2 separate regions of the Mus musculus genome follow, and region 2 is linked to region 1. A link is a contact called in public promoter capture Hi-C data. All regions are on one chromosome and are shown on one strand. Each heading gives the region's core, a stretch centred on a gene start, on an enhancer-like site or on the middle of the called end of the contact. The rest is flanking DNA. Distances are from core to core; before and after follow the strand shown.

Region 1 (4,825 bases), core at 1,381-3,880:
ATGTCTAACGGAGTTTGATATTCCTAATCTGTCTACCCACATCTTTAAATAAATATTTCTAAATGACTGGATGAGTAGACAGGTGGGGTGGGAACATAATTGGAGGTGGCAATGGACTTGCATTCCTTCCTCTGACCTAGAACCACAGAACCACCCTTCCTGCACTCATTTAGAAAGTATAGTCTTGTTTGGATAACACTGTATTTCTTTTTTAAGCTTCTATTACGGGAAGGTAATAGGAAAGATCAAGATGAGGGTTACAATTCACAGACTCAGCACCTTTCGGAATGTATGAGTGACAATAATTATCCACTTGTGATCTCCCCACTATTGCTCTTTCTTTATCCTGGACACCAATACGCATCGTCTCTCTGTGGTGATAAGTTATTATGAAAAGCTTTCTTACATTCTGAGACTGAAACTTTTGCTGGACCCCATTGCCAAGTTAGCACAACTTGAAAGTTTTTAAGACTTCAGAATTATGTCCTATTGTGTAATCAGCCTCTTTGTTCAACCTGGATATAGGCTGCAAGAGTTTGCCTTATTGTCCTTAGTCTTCTGAAGGCTCCTGGGTCAGGTGGAATCAGCAAAGTTCAGTTCCTTGTAAAACTGCAAAAGATTTCTGTAAAGTAGCCCCCTCCCTTCCCCCATGTGACGCTTTCTGCATTGCTCATTAAGAGAGAGCTAAAAGCTTTGTGAGGGATAAATTCACAAGACGGCACTGAGGCGGACACAGACTCAGACTCCTAACAACAGGCAGATTGCAGACAAGCCAGGAAACAGGAGCCATAGATCCTTGGAAGACACAGGGAGAGAAGCTGGGAGGTCGGACTTTGGCTCACTCTTGGTCGGATTACCCCAAAGGGGAAGTGCTTTGGTTCCTTCCCTTAAGCTGACCCACACACATTTTGGTGCCTGGGCTTTAATGGGTTTAACTGGTGCATCTATTAAAGCATAGCTTTCCCTGCAGCTTCTATGAAGATCATTCCTGGCTCCCTGCTGACTCCCTCATCCACAGTAAATGGGCTTCTTGCCTTTTAAGATTCTCTTTAAACCAGAGACTTGGTCTTTGTATCTTCTTTTTTATTAGGAGCAGGCTGATGTCTCCACCCCATGCCAAGCCTATGCGCTTCCTGATCCCGATGTCCCTTTAATTATCTTTCTACTTCTCATGCAGTTTATTATCAGGAAATCCCACTGGCAGCTGGCCTGGTCTTTAATTAAATGCTGCAACCTCAACTGGACTTTGATCATACTTTCATTCAAATATTTATGAGCACCTTGTTTGCATAGGCCCTAGATATGGACTAGATGCTAGATTTTGGCATGAATACACAGAAGTGAAAGCCACGTCCTACACACACACACATACACACACACACACACACACACACACACACACACACGAGCAGGATACAGGTGATTAGCAATTTGAGACAGGTTGCTTTGGGAGTAGGAGACATAAAACCCACAGTGGGATGGTCTGGAGGCATTTCTTGTGGAAGAAATGTCCTTAAACAAAATAAAAAAGGCAGAAGGAACTTGATCTTATTACGTTAGTAACCTTTTTATCACCAGGACAAAACTTTCTGAAGCTGTCAAATTAAAAAGAGGAAAGACTTTAGTTCCTAGCTCCAGAGGTTCCCGTGGTCATTCAGTGCACGGGTTTAGGGCCAGCATAGCAATTATGCTGAACACATACGATGGGATGCCTCTTCATCTGTGGTGAATCAGAGACAGGCAGCCGGGTCCTGGGATCACAGCATTTTCCTTGAAACCTCCCAACTTCTTTCTACTAGGTCCCATGTTCTACGTGTTCCACCTCCTCCCTGCAGCACCACGAGCTGCTGACCAAGAGCTGCTGACCAAAGCTTTAAAATATGAGCCTTGTCAGTAGTGAGGGTGGGCTACTAATGGGGACAATCATGGCCCATATCCGGATGTCTACATAAGACACTCTTCAAAACAGTTTTTGTAATCACTGTACTTCTTGCCCTTATTGGATAATGAAGGATGGCAGATATGCTACATTAAAGTATGCCACTTGAGCATCAATATTTTGCACCTAAAAGGCACTTGAATAGAACTAAATGCAAGAAGAGCCATCTTTGGGTCTCCCAAACCCCAAAGCAGAACGTCAAACCACCATGTAAACTACTGCTACCCCAAATACTTTTACCCGAGGTGAGGCGTTAAGGAAGCTAGAAATCTGCCCAAATGAACCTTATTTAGCTAATTATTACATTCTTTTTGTTTTCCTTTATGCTTAGTTACTTTTTCATAACTATTTACTATTCAATATAAGCACTTGGACCTGATCACTTTCAGGATCCTCATTTTCCTGTAAGGGCTTCCATGTATACACAAACTTGTTAAATAAAATTGACATACTTCTGTTAAACTGCCTTAAACCAAATTCTCAGGCTTCCCACGCGAGCACGAGCAAGCCGACACGCCCCTGAGCCCGCAGAAACCACGCCCACGACGCCGGCCCGCAAGAACAGAAGCCCCGCCCCCAAGGGCCTGCCGCCCTTCCCTAAGGCTCAGTAGCGGGTCTCCGCCCAGTTGCCGACGGCCCCGCCCCCAAGGCCCCGCACAGGTCCGGCTTTCCAAGCGCGCGTCCGGCGACCCCGGAGGTCCCGCCTCCAGGCGCGCGCCCTGCCACGCGCCACGTGCTCCTTCTCTGGAGGGCGGCGCCGAGGGCCGAGCCGAGAAGATGTACTTGCTGCCCCTTCCGGCTGCCGCGCGAGTCGCGCTCCGCCGCCTGGGAGTGAGAGGTCTCTGGGATCGGGGTCTGTCCACCGCAGACATGACGAAGGTGAGTGGAGGCGGCTCGCTCTCGGGCGGCCGCGCGAGCCCTGGCGGCGGGCAGCAGGGTGACCCGGCGTATCCAGGCCGCGATGTGTCGGACGGACGCATCAAGTTGCAGAAATGAGCTGAACAGAAAAGTTCCCTGGGTTTGCAGGACACCAGCCTGGGCCCGGCTTGCGACGAGGGCGGCCGATGCTGTTTGCCGAGGGCGCGTCCTTTCTTCCTAACTGGACAGTGCTGGGTTCTGAAGGCTGAGCAGAACCGCTCACTCCACCTAACCAGTGTTTACTGACTCCTCTAACTGAGCTCTGAAAAATTACACGCGCCTAGTTCGCCAATTCTTTTAGTTCTCACAGAGACCCTAGAAAGGACGACGGTAGGATTGTCCCAAAGCCTGCTACGCTTCCAGAGTAGCCAGTCACAGGGCCTGGACCCCTCCCCCCGCTGAAGTGAAGTGGAAGGCCCTGGGGGAGGAAACTGCTGGATTGGGTTTCTGTCCTTTTAGGGGAAAGGGTTTTATTGAGAGAGGTCATCTTGAAATTGGAAGAGGGTCTTCTCCATAGTCTGAGAAATTATGAAGGACCCTCAGATGGGAAAAGTCTGGAAGGGCTCATTGGAGTACTTCCAGGTCATACTTCCAGGACCTGGTGAGGGAGGAATGTTCCAGATGGAGCTTTGAACTCAGGTCGCCTGCAGTTATCACAGATAGCAGAGGAGTTAGGCAGACACCTTTCCAGCCCTGGCCGGTAACATTGGATTGTCCCAGGTTGGTCTCATGGAACCCCAGAATGAACAATCTTGGGAAAGTTAGAACCTAGCACTTACCATTGCTAAGGACGCCTGTTTTCTTCAGTGGAAAGATGGGTCCGGAGTACCTGGGGTGTTTTTTGGAAAGGGCCCTGACCAGAAAGAAGGCATGTGCACTGTCAAAGTTTAACTACGCAGGAGCTCCAGTGTCAGGGACTAGGTTTCCTTATCTGGCAAATGAGAGAAAAGTACTCCTTGAAGTGGCCGTAAGGGAGGCAGTATTTTAAAAGTCGTAAATTGCCTTGTGAAGTCAAATGATGAGCAGTGGTTTTACATCCTTATTTCAGGTGTTTGGGGCGGGGAGCGTGTGACAGAAATGTGGAGCCACACCATTAAGTGCTTGGCAGAAGGCCCTGCTTCTTCTGCCCTCTCTGCAAAGTCACACACTTTCCCTGATTGACAGGGTACTAAACAATGTGGACATCCCTGATCTGAAATTTGAAGCACTCCAAAAACTGAGTGTTCACTCACTTCTGAATGTCTGTAGGAAGTCCTGCAGCTAACCCTTGAGTGGACAGAGTCAAAACACAAGTATTTTAAACGACCGAACCCTGAGACAGTAGATCTGAAACAAGTGATTTTCAGGTTTAGGGTTGGCCCAAGATGTCTCACATAACCCAGTTCCAGTCTTGCCCTGGTAGGGATTTTAGCTGCTGCGGTGGAGGCTGCTGCTCTGCTCTTGGCCTCTGCGGAAAAAGACAGTTTTAATGGGATTGCTTGCCCCTTCTGCATCTGGACAGCCAATGCTTTCTGGGGGATCTACTCTGATTGTATTTATCTTTCTTGATTTTTTTTTTTTTTCAGGGCCTTGTTTTAGGAATTTATGCCAAAGACAAAGATGATGACCTGCCACAATTTACAAGTGCGGGAGAGAGTTTTAATAAGTTGGTGTCTGGAAAGCTGAGGGAAATGTTGAACATGTAAGTGTTACTATAATTGGGGTTCCTTTTTGTTTGTGTGTGTATTTTGCATTGTGAGACAGGGTCTCTGCTGTGTAGCTCTGGCTGTCCTGGAACTATGTAGATCAGGCTGGCCGGCTTCAAACTCATAGACATCCACCTGCCTCATTCCCTGGAGTTCTGGATTTAAATGTATTTGCCATAAAACAGGGCGGGGTTGTAGTTCTTAAAGGCCCCAAGATTTAAAGAGAGTATTCTCCTTGTATCAGGTAAACTTAATGGAACCCTGACCAGCAGGTTCTCTGGAA
Region 2 (4,825 bases), core at 1,417-3,916, 2.9 Mb after region 1:
ACTTTCAGTCATAATAAAGACAAAGGTTCAGGAACTGCCAACTTCCATTGGGAAGAGGAGAGTTAAGATCCACTAAGGTAAACGTAGACCTTACTCTATTGAGGTAAGGAGTTTCGGGGAAGGGGCTGGATTCGAGTACTTGACCGCAGGAGAGAAATCACAGTGATACTCGAAGTTACTTAGTGAACTTGCTTATTTTAAACAGCCACTAGCCCTTCCACTCACGAGAATATCATGGAGCATTTCAAGAGATGACGATTTGCCGAGGAAGCAAGCATAAATGCCTCTCCCAGGCAGCATCAGGTCAAACAATGTATGAAGGCCAATGAAAAAAAAACAGCCAGAGCACAGGGATGTCACGAAGCACTTTGGTGAAGGAAGAATTCAAACTGACAAACTGAGTTGTTTTTTTTTAATTGGATATTTTGTTTGTTTGCATTTCAAATATTATCCCCTTTCCTGGTTTTCCCTCTTCAAACCCCCTACTCCCCCCCACCCCCTTACCCTGCTTCTATGAGGATTCTCCCCCACCCACCTACCCACTCCTACCTCCCCTCCTTAGCATTCCTCTATACTGGGGCAACAAGCTTTCACAAGACCAAGGGTCTCCCCTCCCATTGATGCCAGATTAGGCCCCTTCAGCTCCTTAAGTCCTTCCCCTAACTCCTCCACTGGTGCCCCTATGCTCAGTCCAGTGGTTGGCTGAGAGCATCTGCTTCTATATTGGTCAGGATCTGGCAGAGCCTCTCAGGAGACAGTTGTATCAGGTGTTTTAAATCAAGCACACAAAAGCTGGCGCTCTTCATGAGTTCATGAAGTTCTCAACTTCAGGGGATATCTTGGTCAGGCTGTTCTGAGAATGGCCACTTGGAAAGAGTTGTTCACCCTACAGAAAGGTCCTTTGAAGCGGAAGTAGCCTGTCATTTTCCTTACACCGTCAAAAATACTTAACCTTAAGTATCATTATTCACTTATTTAATCCAAACTCAAGGTTAAACCCTTGAGATGAGAGATGAACAAAACGGGCCTGGAAATTAAGCAAGGATAGCTGTCATCTGACTAAATGGGAGCGTGAGCAACTGTCTCAATATGTGTGTATCTGATTTCCTGGGTGTATAGATGTGTGTGTGTGTATGTTTGTGCCCAACTCACTACAGTTCAACAAATATTTTGTAGATGCTAACTATGTACAAATCTCTGTATCAGATGCTACACGAGCATTGAATGAATTAAGTTCTCTCCCTAAAGAACTCAGAATATTGATTCTTCTATGTGCCATCTGCCACATATCACTATGTTTAAAAGGCTTTACCTTTGATTTATTGAGGGCTTTGGAATCTTATTTTTTTTGTCTGGCTTTTAACAGCTTTAGCCGTGCACCTTTCCCTCACCTCCTGGCTACAGCCCTCAGCTTCATCTTTTCCTGAAGAAAAGAGATTTCCTCCTAGAAGTGGCTCCGAGAAGAGAAGAACTGTCTAAAGAGAGAAATTAACCCTTTCAGACTCCCCAGGTGCCATCGCTAAATGTCCTGTAAAACTCTTTCCTCATTACTACCTGGAGGGAGAATGGTCCTGAAGAGTGGCAGCCATCACACTAAACCTCACGCTGCTCGCTTATTTCCCTCCAGAGTTATCTCCCGGAGGGGATAGCGGGCCATCACTGCAAAGGCAAAGAAGACTGGGAGGTATTGACTTAAAAAGAAGAACAAATCCTGGAGTGGGTAGCTCCTGTGGTCTGTGTTGAGCTCTCTGAGGCTCTAGGTCAAATCCCCTGGATAGGTGAAAGTTGTGAACTGAAGATTCTATTGCTCAAAATGCTCTGAAACACTGGCGTCTCCTAAAGCCTGAACGTGAACTCCCTGGATTATCAGAGCGCAGGGAGGCTTCAAGTGACCCAATAGGGACTGACTGGACCAGGCCATTATGCTCACTCACTCTGATTGTTAATGATTTTTGTAACTTATCTACAAAAGCATAGATGAATCTTATTTTTTTATGCTCTTAAATTTGAATCACTAGTTAGCACTTTTCACTTTGGAAAAATACTTGATTCAATACTAACAAATCCTTCCTTTGTTTGAACAAGTTTTCAATGCCTAAGAACACGTTGCTCAGTACTTGTGGGCTTTAACACTCCTCTCTGTAGGGCTTTAGAAGATAAGGCCTACACTGATTCTTTGGACCAGTTTATATTCTTGTCTGCTGACCCAAGATTCTACCTGATGTGTTTTGATGTCAGAATTCTGCCTCTAAACTTTAAAAAACAATAGCATGCTGCTATTCATAGATCAAGTGATTGCCCGTATTGCTCTAACTTGCAACACTGAAAGACTATGACAAACAGAAACTGAGTGTTCAAGAATCTAATATTTAATGTAGCCCACAGTGCCAACTAGTGATCAAATTCAACTGCTGGGTCTTCAAACAAACGTTCTTAGTGGAACACGCTCTCTTTAACTTCAATTAAAAAAAAGAAAGAAAAAAATCTAAAGCAGAAAGCACTTTTCCTGGAATCTAAGCCCTACTGGTATTCTTGAGCCCAGGTATGATATAAGAACAAGCAGTCTATTATATGAGGTTAAAAGTATCTTTCAAAATGTCTCAGCAGACATTTTATCTCCTACTCATTTGCCTGCCCTCCCTCTTTGGTCAAGATAAACATTCCCAGCTAGTGCCTACTGCATTTAGCCTTACCACATTTTCCTATGTGTTTCTGTGCTGATCCTATTTCCTGCTTTTAAACTGTACAAATATATAACAATAAAGACGATCATTTTGCTAGCAATTGAATTACAAAATGTGTTCTGTTCCCCGCTAATGAAACCTCTATCTTGTTCAAAATCTCCAGCAAATAGCTTTTATATTTTTCTTTTCTGCAATTTGCCAGCTGACAATGGAAACCAGTTAAAGCAGGAATGCTGCAGGCAGAAGTATGAGAACTAGTTATTTAGTGCCATCTAGTGGCCATTAGAAAATTTGACTAAGGGTTTGAATCATCCCTTTCCTTTTTGACCAAAAGGAGAAATACAAGTCTCTGTGTGTTTTATCTACCCAGTTTTGAAGTCTTAATTCTTGAAAAAAATCTCAAACAAAATAATAAAATGTGAGTAAATCAATTATAATTAAATTTATTTCAAGTGTCCTATTCAGTCATGTCTCAATCATGTCAAGTGAAATCCACATAGAACAAAGGGATAAAAACAAGAATTGCTTTCTTTACAAAGTGCTGGGCTATCATTTTAGTGAAGACAATAAGGTTGTAACTAACTTTATTCACTGTAGGTAGCAAATGTATGCATAACACTGATGGAGCAAACTTCATCATTTTCCTTCATTCTGTCTTCTTTAAATGGCTTAACTTATACCTAGCACTGGGCTCTTTAGATTCTCATAAGGGTCAAAGATTAAAGTCTGTTCCTGCCTCCAAGTAGGAATTAATGTTGCAGATAGTCTGGCATTAAAAGTGGATTGTGGGGTGGTGAGTGGGGAAATGGTTCAGTGGTTAAGAGCTCTGGCTGTTCTTCCGGAGGACCCAGGTTCAAATTGCAGCACCCACATGACAGCTCACAACTGTCTGCAACTCTAGTTTTGGGGGATCAGACACCCTCACTTATGCAGGAAAAGTACCCATCAATGCAAATAAAATATTCTTAATTACTTAAAAACTGTAAAAGAATGGTGGAGGATAGAATCACGGAAGAACTTTTTCATAGGACATTGGTGCTGCCTGCCACAGGCCCCACCATGGGTATTTGTGATGTGTGTGTTTCACAGTTGTGTTTCATCTACTTAGGAAGTTAAGGCATAAGGATCTCTTGAGCCTAGGTCATCAAGGTTAACCTAGGCAATGTAGTTAAGTCTCTTGTCTCAGAAACAGTAAAAAGGGAGGAAGGGATAGAGGGAAGGGGAGTTAAATGAGAGGGAAAGAAGGGGACAGACAGAGAGACAGAGACAGAGAGACAAGACAGAGAGAGAGAGACAGTGACAGAGACAGAAAGACAGAGACAGAAAGACAGAGACAGAAAGACAGAGATAAAGACAGAAGAGAGAGAGAGACAGAGAGAGACAGGGGGGAGAGAGAGAGAGAGCCCAAGGAAGAACTAACAATGCAGAATATGTCTCTGCATTCAGAGTGTGACTCTCAGCTTCAGAAGTTCTTATTGCTCTGTGGAAACTCATTTCTCTCTTCCTTTAAGCACTTCAGCTAATTGTGCAAGTCCCACCCACAATAAGAAGGTCTACATTTCTTTCCTGTACCTATTGATTGTAAACTTCGCTGAAACGTCCTCATAGAAACATCCAGAATAATGCTTGACCAAACATCTGAATGCAGGAAGTTCAATGACTTTGAGCCAGTGAAATGATCATCACATCAAAAAGTTCACAGAAGAAAAGAAGAAGGATTTGGGAAAAGAAAGAAGGAGGTTTGGAAACCTGTTCATCATGCGTTTGTATGATGAATGCATGGCTCTAACCAACAAGTCCAGCGATGGACAGCCTTCAGACATCATTGGGTTGGCTGCATTGTACAGCTGAAGCAATACAGCCCAATGCAGCAGAGCCTGCTTATGCCCTAGGACTCAGCAAAAACAGGCACTTTATCAGCACTTGGGTAAGGGAGCTAGCATCACATATCCCAACCATTAAAAAGGCATTGCCGTAGGTTTTCTATTGCTCGCCCTGTGAGGGCAGAAAGGGTTTGTTTTACTTGCACTTCTACATCACAGTCCATCGCTGGTGGAAGTCGGGACACAAATTTAAGGTCAGGATCTTGAGGTAAGAGCTGATGCAGAGACCAGGGAGAAGTGCTCCTTATTGGTTTGCTC

What was found. Promoter capture Hi-C pulls out the DNA fragments that hold promoters and counts their contacts.
Region 2: a promoter capture Hi-C map of hippocampal neurons shows a contact between it and region 1, with 11 times the contacts expected there. The contact joins the enhancer-like site here to the promoter of Lap3 in region 1. A contact is called at or near these places in 4 of 39 promoter capture datasets (the 3T3-L1 cell line, the C10 cell line, cranial neural crest and 1 more) and 2 of 115 datasets of contacts at active chromatin or transcription factors (embryonic stem cells and forebrain).

The regions. Positions count from the first base shown.
Region 1 is chr5:45,490,744-45,495,568 of GRCm38.p6, forward strand. It overlaps Lap3 (leucine aminopeptidase 3), which reads left to right and starts at 2,631. Exons shown (of 13, transcript NM_024434.6): 1 at 2,631-2,818; 2 at 4,423-4,538. The coding sequence starts at 2,717.
Region 2 is chr5:48,342,920-48,347,744 of GRCm38.p6, forward strand. No RefSeq gene overlaps it. Among named protein-coding and RNA genes, the nearest start is that of Pacrgl, 27 kb to the right of the region's middle. Within about 2 kb of position 2,667, at least 19 of the 459 cell types and tissues checked have an H3K27ac peak or open chromatin away from gene starts, as enhancers often do. A contact at or near this core is called in hippocampal neurons, where this site is marked.